Linked DNA regions of Zea mays: region 1 is linked to region 2. A link is a contact called in public Hi-C data. All regions are on one chromosome and are shown on one strand. Each heading gives the region's core, a stretch centred on a gene start, on an enhancer-like site or on the middle of the called end of the contact. The rest is flanking DNA. Distances are from core to core; before and after follow the strand shown. Region 1 holds the start of LOC100217083. Region 2 holds the start of LOC100216772.

Region 1 (6,287 bases), core at 2,157-4,656, 420 kb after region 2:
AACCTAGTGTGTGGAAAAGACCAAATTGTTAATCTCAACTGCCTTCCAACACCATCTATCCAAAAAAATTCTAAAGGTGTCCAAAAAATACAAAAATAAGTAATCCTTATCTAGAGACGTACAGACGATGCGAAAAATCACATGCTGGAAAATTCCGAGACACAATTCCGAAAAATTCCGAGACACAATTCCGGAAAATTCCGAGACACAAATCCGGTAATTTCCGACAAAAACCGGTAACCGAAGGAAACGGTCGGTAAAACACCATGCCGATTCCGATACCGATTCCGATAGAAAATTCCGAAAACCGATTCCGTTTTCGAAAAATACCGTTACCGATGAATCCGACCGAAAAATTTCGAAATCGGTTTCCGGAATACCGAAAAATTCCGAAACCGTTTTCATCCCTAGGCTCAGGGCCGCGGCCGCGTCAGCGGCCTCCCCCGGCGTGATGGCCGCTACAACAGGGGGGGTCAGTCGGGGAAGCTTGCCCCGTGGCAACTCGTGCCGCCTAGGCCCCCCGCCGAAGGGCGCCTTGCGCAGAGGCCAACCAACCGGCATGGCGCGCCGCAGCACCGGCCGCCGAAGCCGGCTTCGTCTTAAGGGCCATCGTGGGGGCCAGACCAGCCAAGCCCTGCCTCCGCTTGCTGAAAGAAAGAGAGAGCAAGTTCAAGGCACACAATGAAAAAACCGAAACAGAGGTATCCTCAGATACTTACCCGCTCCGGGGCAAGGCCAATCATGCCTGTGGGGAGGCCCCTCGGGCCCCTATCTCCGTAGGCGCTGCCGAGGGTTGCCTCGTTGTCGGCTTCGGCGCCGCTTCCGCCTCGGGCGCCCGAGGCGACGAAGGGGCGGCCCTCCCAGGCGTCGTCACAACGGCTAGGGGACCAACCTCCTGTACAGCCGGCACGGGCGCTTGTTCTTGGGGGACAGGCGGATCGGCCTGACTCCCCGGAGTCACCCCAATTATCTCGGCCAAGGGGTCAAGTACCCCCTCGGCCTGCCTCTCATCCTCGGACCGGGACCTTGGTGTCCCGGCCCCAGGCACTGATGGTGCCAGCCCACTTGGAGGCTGGCTCGGCGACCCCTGGCCCAGCCTCGGGTCCGGGCTGAAGGCCAAGTCGGGCCACCATGTCGTCGTCTTCGTCATCATCATCATCATCATCATCATCATCATCATCGTCGTCGTCGTCGTCGTCAGGCGTCTCTGGTGACAGCTCCAATGGGAGCCCATCCCTCGCCATGTCGTTGTCTTCGTCATCATCATCATCCTGTTAAAGATAATGAAAATAAACGCACACGGAACGCCTCTGTGTCGACCAATTCTCCTAATCGCGCTAAAAATTGGCATATGTGTTCGAGCGTACTCTTACCTTGGTCACCCAAAAACTTCGCGAATTTGGATATCCTAGTCCCTTGTGGGTATGGGTGATGGCCAAATCGACTGTCGTAAGGTCTCCGATATGACTGTCCCCTAGGGACCATGCTTACTCTGAGCTTATCTCGGAATGCCCCGACTATCTCTTCCCTCACTATATCAATGGCAGCGGGTGGGAGACCACTGACTCTCTGGTCAAACATGGGTGAGGTTGTTTGGATATTAGTATGATGTCTTCCTCCCCATTGTTTTGGGTTTTGTGGCGCGTTAATACTTGTCGTATGTGGCTCATAGGATTGGCCATTCCTTTCTGGCCCTCTAGAGGCCGGAAAGTACTCATCCCCACGGGTTTGGTATGTTATATTATGGTGCTGGTGTGTCGTATGGTGTGATGGAAAGTTTAGCCGGGACAGATGCATAGTTGGATAACCATCCTCCTCAAAAAATTTGTGCCAGACCATCCTGGTAAGTACACGGACCGTCCCGCTACGTGTGCGGACTGTTCGGCCAAGTGTCCGGACCGTCCGGTGTTGTATTCGGACTGTCCGGCGCCATACGCGGACGGTCCGAATGGGTTACCTAGGGTTTGCGCGGTACGTGGCGGCTCGGGTGCAGGCCTCGGTAATTCATTTCTTAAAACGGGGCCATCCGCCACTGACCTGGACGGTCCACGCTCACGTGCGAATGGTCCGGATATGCGCAGATCGACGAATTTATCGCCGATGTGTGTGGGATGTTGTGGTTGCCCAGAGTACGTGTCTATCGGCATCCCATAAAGGGGTTATGACTGGTCATGACAACCTGTAGCCGATGAATCACGTGTGTGTCCCCCTAGTTCAACCTCGTGCGAAGGAAAACTTGTAATAGTAGACTTATCAAGCGCATGCACTAGCCTTTATAGTCATTTTGTATACCCCCTACGATATGTTGCATTTGCTCTCGCTATTCATCTACATAAGCTTTAAGAGATTGGAGCTCGTTGGTGTTACTTACATTTGGGGTATCCATCGTGGGTCGGAGCGAAGCCAGATCAGTCGCCCGTTGCTGAACGGCCTTGTTGTTCCTGTCCACCTTGAAGTTGGTAAGGAACTTCACCTTTGCTTCTTGGATCAGCTGCTCCTTGTGCTCCTCGAACTGGTGATGTTCGTCAGCCGACAAGGTTTCCCAAGTCGGCTCTATGATATTGCTGGGGGAGACGTCAGAGTTATCCCTTGAACCGGCCATTGAGGGCCGATCTGATAGGTCCATATGTGTTTTCCCTAGCGGAGTCGCCAAAAAGTGTGTTGACACCGATCCGGGCGCCAATCACTGTGTTGAGAACCGGCGGCGGTGCTCTCTGCACAGGTGTGAACGGTCCGCGTCCAGGGGCCGGACGATCCGCGACCTGGCACATGGGTTGGAGTTCCTGCCTGATGAGCCGAACGATCCGCGCGTGCGCAGGGACGACGAAGGTCGCCGGTGATGCCTGGATCTCTCTCCCGGGAGGGACCCATCGGGGAGAAGAGATCCTAAGTGTTGTCTAGGGTCGGCAGACCGGCCGACCTAGACACCTCTAATCGACATAGAGCCGAAGAGAACCGGAGAATTTAGGGATTGAAAGGCTAAACTAGAACTAAACTAGAACTACTCCTGATGTCTAAGGTAAAAGCGAGAGATAAACTGATTATTGATTCGATTGTTGATGATTAATCGGTCGTAGTCCTCTATCTATATATAAAGGGGAGGTCTGGACCCGTTTGAATCCGTATCCCGAGCTAAATCCGTGATTATAACTAACAAATCCCGTAAGAAACTCGGAACCCTAACTGATCCTGCGCGTGCGGACTATCCGGCTCCAGAGCCGGACCGTCCGATCGTCCATTTTAGTGCCCAACAACAGTAATATAAAATAGTGGAACATAATTCACAGTTCCTTAATTTATATGCCTTTTCTTTACATGGTATCTGTTTTCACTTTATCTTCTCCCACATGCTTCACTCATCTCTGCATGAGTGAACAAAAGACGAGAAGGTTCTGTCGATCTAATTATATTGTCCGATCCTTAGAGAAGTCGTGACAGGTGACCAACACTTCTTATTTAAAAAAAATGGACCTACATAATCCTCATCATTGCTTGGAATGCACTTGAAAAAAAAGTTTCGTGGGCTGGGAGTGATTTGCGGGCCAGAGACGGCCTCCCGGCCCACCCTGAGCCTCCCGGCCCGTCTAAACGGAGGGAACGCGAAGTTTTCTACAGAAAATCGTGGGGTTTGGGGTTTGGGTGCTTCTCTACGGCCGCCGCCAGCACCGAGTTCCGGACCTCCGCCGCCTCGTCTCCGCTCCCTCGCACTCGCACTCGCAGCTCCGGCTGCTATTCTGCAGAAGTCGGTAGATTGGTTTTCCTCATGGGTCGCACCATCAAGAAGGCCAAGAAGGCTCAATCCAAGAAGTCCAAGAAGGTACCGTACCTGACAGATAGTGATAGGATTATTTCTGGAAATCTGATTACTGTTGTTCCATCTTTATCGTGATCTCTTCAGCATGTTCTTTGCTCCACCCGACTAATTCTTCTGTATTTCTGGGCTGCAGAAAACTGAATCGTCCTCGTCGTCCAACCCTGCGATTGCCTCTGGTCCGGCTAAGGTGAGGGAGAATTTAGTAATAGTCGATCCTGTCCTGTGTGGTTTTCGCCTTCGCACATCCGATATAGTGGTGTTTGCCCGTAAAGTTGCGCTTAAATGAATCGCCTTTTTCGGCTTCAAGTTTCATTTTGTTCCTTTTGCTAAGATAATGCGTATTGTTTCAGTGTGAGAGCTGTACTGTACTGAACTGGTCAGTGCTTCGTTTTAGGTCTGGCAACCGGGTGTAGATACACTGGAAGATGGGGAGGAGCTGCAGTTTGATCCTCAGGCTTACAATTATCTCCGAGGTTTTGGCATTGGCTGGTCTTGCTTGAGGTGAAGTTTATCCTCATGGGTTCCCCCCCTCTTTTTGGTGCTTATTACTTCAGGAGTCATAACAATGTATATTCTGTTTTCATTTCATGAAACCTTCCTTTGCAGTTTTGATGTTGTGCGTGATCAACTTGGACTCGTCCGTTCAGAGTTCCCTCATACATTCTATGGTGTTGCTGGAACGCAGGTCGTGTTAATCTTTATGCCTTGAAAACCTAAGCATTGACAAAAGTAGCCATTGTTACTATCAAATCTTGAAATGCTTTTGATGTCTATCACATAGTGCTCTTTTGTTATCTATAAATAAACTATAACTTGTACAAGAATTAATTTTGTACTGTTGTTCCTGCTAAGATATTTTTGAATTGAAAAGTGTGCCACTGCTGGTTTTAAGCTCACAAAAGCCATTCCAAATACTCTTTTGTTAGCTCCCGCTTGCATTTATATCACTGGTCAGATGCCCTTGTATTGCTATGGTTTCTATATATCATATAGGTAGACTTTTGTTTTATTAAAATACAAAAAAGATGTGTTATGTTGGTTAGGTGGTTGTGAATGTGGAGCCAACAACCAAGGTTCGTGCTCCACTTGTACACAATTTTACCTTATTTTTGCATAAAGCGGAAAAGAGGAAAAGTGACGAACGACGACTGTGGAATCGTGGAACCACACACACACACTCCCGCCCGCCCGCACATGCAGACCCACTTGTACGTGTGTAGGGGTGGTAATGGATCACGATCCAAATGCTTATTCACAAAATGGTAGGGCACTAAATAAATTTTAGTTCAAAAATAAATAGAAATAAGGCCCGATCCTAATCCGATCCGATCCTTAAATCTTATAATGTAAAATTTATAGCCCATTGTCACCCCTTTACGTGCATGCAGACTTGTGCACAAGCAGCCCTCCATTCTCACACATGCATGTATGATTTGGCGTCTCACTTAAAAATTAATATCTGCTAAACCGATTGTTAAATTTGAAAATCGATTTTACCATTGTGTTCGCCGCGATAAAAGCTTCAAAACTAGATCCCACTTGACATTTATCTTAGGGCCAGTCATTGTGTTTTTTAGAAGTCAGCCATTGTAGTTATTATGGCCAGTCATTCTATAAGTACTCAGTCATTTTATCTTTTAACCTTAGTCATTTATGATAATTATTCAGACAACAATCCTTTTGTTATGATGTTAGTCATTCTATTTTTTTGGCGTGTCAGTCATTCTATTAGTTGTTCGATTTAAAAAAATAATATCTACTAAACCGAGTGTTAAAATAAAAAAATCGATTTCACCATTGTGTCTGTCGTGGTGAAAGCTTCAAAACTAAATCTCACTTGACATTTATCTTAGGGTTTATCAGGGTCAGTCATTGTAGTTATCAGTGTCAGTCATTCTACAAATACTCAGTCATTCTATTTTTCAGCCTCAGTCATTCATGAGAATTACTGAGATATCAGTCATTTAGCGAGTCAGTTGTTCTAAAAAAAATAGACATTACGAGAATGAAAGTGAACAAACTCAATCATTGTAGGAATACTCAATCGTTCCATCTTTTTAGCCCCAGTCATTCATGGTAATACCGGGATATGAGTCATTTAGCGAGCCCGTCATTCTAAAAAACAGTCATTGCGGAAAAAGAAAGTGAACAAACTCAATCATTATATAAATGTCATTCATTCTTTCATTTTAGGCTCAATCATTCATGAGAATTGTCGAGATATGAGTCATTTAGTGAGTTAGTCATTCTACAAAAACATGTATTATAAGAAAGGAAGTGAACAAACTCGGTCGTTCTATGAATACTCAGTCATTTTATCTAAAGAAGTGTACATGGAAAACTATATTTTTGTTGATTACGCCAGAAAATGGCCCTATTCTTATTGTCAGCTTCTCTACAAACCTGATCACATTTTCTGATGCATATCATTTTAAATTCTGATGCTGTGTGAAAACCAAAACGAATGAAACGG
Region 2 (5,877 bases), core at 3,355-5,854:
GTTATGACGCATATAATGGGAAAAAAACCTGCTAAAATTATAAGGTAAATGCATCTACTTTTGAACTATGAATCTATAATAAAGAAAAACTAAATGCTAAAGCCTTCTCAACAAACTATAACAAGTTCAGCACTTCCATTCAGTACATCTGTTCTTGCATAATGAGACGATACAGGACTATTGTCACCATAGCGAGCTGAGAACCAATGCAGAATGGCCACAGCTTTCTGAGACGACATTTTGATATTGGATCCTAAAGCATCTTCTGGAAGCTCCCATTAGGAAGCCCTTTATGACATGGCAGAATGAAGGGAGGATATTTCCACCCTTATCTCCAAAAGATCCATAACCCATATAATCCTTACAGGATTATAGCAAGTTCACTTCATCATTTTTTAATTGCAAAATAACACGGTTTTAGGACTATTGTCACCATAGCGAGCTGAGAGCCAATGAAGAATGGGCCTAGCTTTCTGAGATGACATTTTGATATTGGATCCTCAAGCATTACATCAGAGCTCCCATAAGGAAGCCCATGGAGACATGGCAGAATGATGGGAGGATATTTTTCAGCCTTATCTCCAGGATCCATACCCCATCTAATCCTAACAGCACTAAAGAAAATTAGAGGTAATAAAGGAACTTATAAAGTGAAGACCAAGCTTTCTGAAATATTTTGATGTTTGATCACCAGATTGACACAACTAAAGGCCCCCAAGTCAGAAGAACAAAGAAATAAAAAAAACTCCATAATTCACTGAATTGGCCCATATGAGAAGGCACAATACATACTAACACTGAAAACAATCATGTATGACATGAAATGCAGAATTTAGACTATGAGCATCATGATAAAAAACTAATTTTGTACAAGAACAAACCTACTCAGTGAGCGTGACTGAGGCAATCTTGTTGAAGCTTCACAGGAGGTCATCCCAACCTGTTACTAGTTCAGGCAAGAATAAAAAATACCTCGTCGCATTTTGGAGTTCTTTAAATGGGATCCAATGCTTCACGCTGTTAACTATCTATGCCCTGCAAAACAACTGCATTTAGCAAATCATAGTGGGAAAATCACTATTACAACCAGCCTCATAAGTCATGAATGCAAATCATCATGTCTGTATGTCTGTATACTTCAAAAGTGAAATTGGGGGCAACCAGTGCCAACAAAATAAAAAGAGCAAGCTCATGCTTAATTTGAGGAGATGAATACCAACCTCATGTGAGTGACTTTGCATGTGCTGCTTCAGATGAGCTGGTTTCTGGAAACAACGGCCACACTCTTGGCACCTATGTTCCTGCTCATGAACAATCTTTTCCCCATCTGAGTTGTATATTTCTGATTTATCAAGTTCATCCTGCAGATAATTTTCAGAAAACATTAGAGATGCTATGTATTGCTCCAAAACAACAATAATATGAAGGCAGACATCAAAAGGTAAATAATGTGTCATAATATAGATGGTGCATAGCTATGCAATCAAACAGGATATATATCGACTAATGTGTCAATATATCACAAAATGTTTATACCTTATGATGTGCAACCATGTGAGCTTGAATTAGGCATTTCTTTGACCTGACAACTGTGCAAAATTCACATTTGTAACGCCTTATATCCTTGCAACCCTTCTGTCCGACACTTGCATCTCCCTCAACATGAACTTCAGAACACATCTGACAATGAGTGAATCACAGTTAAAAAAAGTAACGCACATAATAAGAACTTCCAGATTTAGAAAGTAGAATACAATGCAATAAAATAGATAATGTATGATAAAATAATCTTGCCATTTAGAAGAAACTTCTCTGTAGTCCAGCATTGCAACTAAAACCTTTATTAAGTGACTGGTAAAAGTAAAACCAACCTCAACATATATCTAATAATTTCTTGCCACCAACTTACAGCAGTGGATTTCTACACTATAATCTTGATCTAGAGACGCTGCAAGATAAGACTAATAATAAATAAATTACAATGAGATCATCGAATTTGATTTCGGCACAAAAAAGGCTATTTAATGGGAAGACTCATGTGAATCAATCATGCAACAAATGAGCAGTATATGATTCTATGATTTCTTCATCAACAGAAATGGATGAACCATGTTGCTCCCATGAGGATAATCTGATATGTGTCTTGAGCTGCCTTGTCATGTATTCCAAGGTTTCATAAATTTCCCTTCGATCATCATGTGTCTTGTCCTCTACCAAGAATTCATGGACAACACCATCAAGTTCTATCCAACTACACCCTGGTTTTTTGAAGATTTCAAGAGTCAACATTTGCTGCCTCAACTCTTGAGCTTCTCTCCATTTATTTGATGATGCATACATGTTCCAAAGTAGCACATAAACTCCATCATCTCCAGGCTCTATCTTTATAATTTCCTTTCCAGCAATCTCAGCCAGCCTATTATTGCCATGAACCAGACATGCACTAAGAAGTGACCTCCATATAACAATATCAGGCACCAGATTCATATCAGCTATTAGATCTTCTGCTTCCTCTAGTAATCCTCCCCGTCCTAACAGATCAATCATGCAACCATAGTGCTCAAGTCGGGGATCAATTTTGTATACTTGACGCATTCTGTTGAACAATTCTCTACCTTCTTCTATCAAGCCAGCATGGCTGCATGCTGACAAAACAGAAACAAAGGTTACACTGTTTGGAACTATTCCAGCTCTAAGCATGTCCTGAAAGAGCTCAAGAGCTTTCCTCCCATCTCCCTGGACTGTACAGCATGAGATCATAGTCGTCCATGTAAAAAAATCCTTTGACTGGATTTCTTGGAACACAGAAAATGACATCTCAATGCGCCCACTCTTTGCATACATATCCATCAGAGCATTGCTAACAATTATATTCGAGCTGGCATTGCATTTGCTTCCATACCCATGAATGACACTCCCTAGATCCAGAGCACCAATGTCAGCACAAGCTGAGAGTACACCTACGATTGTAACATGGGTAGGGCGATGGCCCTCCAGTACCATCCTACCAAAAAGCTCTAGAGCCCGTACAGGCTGCCTGCCTTGCACATGACCAGTTATCAGTGTTGTCCAAGCAACTGCACTCCTCACAGGAACCAGATCAAAGAACGACAGTGCAGAATCCAGACCAGCACATTTGATATGACCATGCAGCATGCTACCCCATGTGACCTCATCTTTCAGAAACATCCTATCAAACACCTTTACCGCAGACTCAAACTCCCCACACTGGCTATACATATCTATTAATGCATTGCCAACGACGACCTCGTGATCCAATCCAAGCCGAAAAATAAGGCCATGGACTGCCCTACCAACCACTAGATCACCAGCACCACTAGAGGCAGACAGGGCACCAACAACCGCAAAGCCATCAAGGTGGTGGCCAGCGGCAACAACACGAGCAAACAAGGATATAGCTTCGCGTTGGTGATCTAACTTGAGATGGAGGGACATGAGGCTAGTAAAGAAGATAAGGTCAGGGTGTGGGATCTCATCGAACAGCTTGCGAGCATCAGCTACATGGCCAAAATCAGCGTAGCAGCGGAAGATTTTGCAGGAAACAGACTGATGGTTGGGGTGGAGACCATGGGTAACAGCCAGAGCGTGGATTCTCTGGAGCTCTCTTAGCTTTTTGCAGTGGGCAAGGAGGTGGTGGCAAATGCTTCTATTCATGTATCTTCTCCTTGAGGTAACAAAATCTGGAGGTTTGCGTTCCTTGATACCTTGAATGTTGACACCTGGAATTAGAGCTGAAATTACTGGGAAAACAGCAGCAGCTACAATGCGACCTATAGTAGAGGAATAAAGACTATTCACAGCTTGTGCATCGGTGTTTTGCTTCCCCCAACCGATTCTAATCTGAGCTATTCAACAACTCAAATTAAACTAGCATTGTCAAGTGCAGAACAAGAAAAAGTGACCCGTTCATGGCTATACACGATCAATCCATCACCAACAACTACCTCACTTCACGGTCCAATACTCCAATCCAAGCCAGAAATTAAGGCATGCACTGCCCTACCGACCATTGATCACCAGCGACCTAAAGACTAATGAAGACTATTCGCAGCATGTTCATCGTTGTTTTGCTACCCATAATAAATTCTAATCGCAGGTATTCAACGACTCAAAAAAAAAACTGGCTTTGCCAGGGGCAGACCAGTAAAAGGGCTCCCAAAAAATTAAAGTTAGCAGGTATAACGCATGTACACTGCAGTCGTAATTACTAGATAAGAACCGGGTTCCGGGACAGATAGGAGATAGCTGAATAGATCACGTTCATGGTTTGGGATGCCGGTTTCGTATAGCAGGGACGGAAAAGAAGGGGTCGGTATACCCTGTGAGTGCTCGTCCGGAGAAGGGCCTGACGAAGATGCACGGACGCGGGGGTAGATCTCGCCCTCGCAGCTTGGGCACAGCCGAGCAAAGGGCCGCCGGTGCCGTCACCGGCCGCTAGGAGGGATGGGGCCGTGCGACGTGCGTCCCGGGCTACCGGCGGTCGTGCCGAGAGCGCCGAACGGGGACGCGGGACGGAGGGAGTGCAGTGTGCAGCAGTGTGCGCCGCCGCACCTGTGGTGAGTGAGGTCGTGCGGCGGAATGCTGGTGCTAAAAAGGGGTGAAGCTCTAGGGTTCCACCATGCATGGGGGCATTGGGCTGTTGGGCTGTACAAGTAATGTTGGGCTATTAAATTCGGGATCCCGCTAAGTATAATAAGTTTTGATTCTGGACTAAATCTTAGTCTCTCTAGATCATCTCCAACAATGCCATATACAGGTATTGTATCTTGAATTATAGGACATTTTTCTAAAAATATAGCTCCAACAATTTCCCTATTTCATAAAAAAAATAAAACTGAATAGGACACCTCATCTTATATCCCAAATATACAACATGTATACAGTTGCCCTATCCCTGGATCGAACTAATCGGAACATTCACCGTTGACATCTCCTTCCTTGCGTCCTCCAGATCCCATCGTTTTCTTCCTTCTACCCAAACCGCACCTACCGCCTCCTTGCCTTCTTCCTCGCGCCCTTCTGTTTACCTGATCCCCTTGTTGTGCTACCCCTAGGAGCAGCTGCTTGGTCGCCCCATGGAGGCATCGCCGCCAACCATCTATCCCTAAGTCGGCGTCCCCATCTCCTATTACATAGCGTCATCCTTCTCTTCTTAGACAATCACCCCCTACATTGACGCCCTTGTGGGCACTTCCCCCTACCCCACTAGCAGCAATCGCACTTGCGTGCACAACCGTCGCCCCCCACGTGCACTTCCCCCTGCCCCACGATCTCTTGTCCCCATTACCCATTAATGGACCACGAGCAACGTGTCCAAGAGGTTGCAATCAATGCTCGACGCAAGTCATCGCTCCAGGCTACAATTGGTGCAATTCTAGGAGGCCGAACTGGTTTTCGCCAAACATCTGGTGGGAGCACCATAGATGGCAGTGCCATGTCACAGCCTAAGGCTAAACCTGTTGCAGCGCCTGCATCTACACATCGCTTGACCCCCGACATCGTTGATCATGACTGAATGATACATGATTATAGGTATGTCGCCCCTAATGGTTATCTCTATTCAATGAGGATGATTGTGTATGCAGCACCTGAACACACTGCTTTAATGTTCATGATTATTTGTGCTTAGTGATTGTGCTTGTCTCTGTTCAATACTTCATGTGATAATTTTGTTTGAATTGTTGTTCCCCATTAGTTGATTACACAGGTTGTTGGCATGTCTATATATTACTTGTTTTGTTTTGTAGTACAATGTCCTCCAAAGATAACTACTTCATAAATTTGCTTAACCAAGATGAAGTACAAGCTTTAGGCTCAAGGGACAATGTTGAATATGATTCTGAATTCTCAAAGTCA

What was found. Hi-C and Micro-C count contacts between places; a contact is called where the count stands out from the background.
Region 1: a Hi-C map of leaf shows a contact between it and region 2, with 7 times the contacts expected there. The contact joins the promoter of LOC100217083 here to the promoter of LOC100216772 in region 2. A contact is called at or near these places in 7 of 25 Hi-C or Micro-C datasets (ear, endosperm, leaf and 1 more) and 1 of 3 datasets of contacts at active chromatin or transcription factors (leaf).

What each region holds. Positions count from the first base shown.
Region 1 is chr8:130,119,384-130,125,670 of Zm-B73-REFERENCE-NAM-5.0, forward strand. It overlaps LOC100217083, which reads left to right and starts at 3,407. Exons shown (of 13, transcript NM_001143453.2): 1 at 3,407-3,817; 2 at 3,948-4,001; 3 at 4,209-4,315; 4 at 4,421-4,499. The coding sequence starts at 3,764.
Region 2 is chr8:129,693,578-129,699,454 of Zm-B73-REFERENCE-NAM-5.0, forward strand. It overlaps LOC100216772, which reads right to left and starts at 4,605. Exons shown (of 7, transcript NM_001359497.1): 1 at 4,340-4,605; 2 at 1,537-1,680; 3 at 1,221-1,361. The coding sequence starts at 1,680. It overlaps LOC111674469, which reads right to left and starts at 4,583. Exons shown (of 2, transcript NM_001359498.1): 1 at 4,340-4,583; 2 at 1,829-3,740. The coding sequence starts at 3,675. The coding sequence ends at 2,044.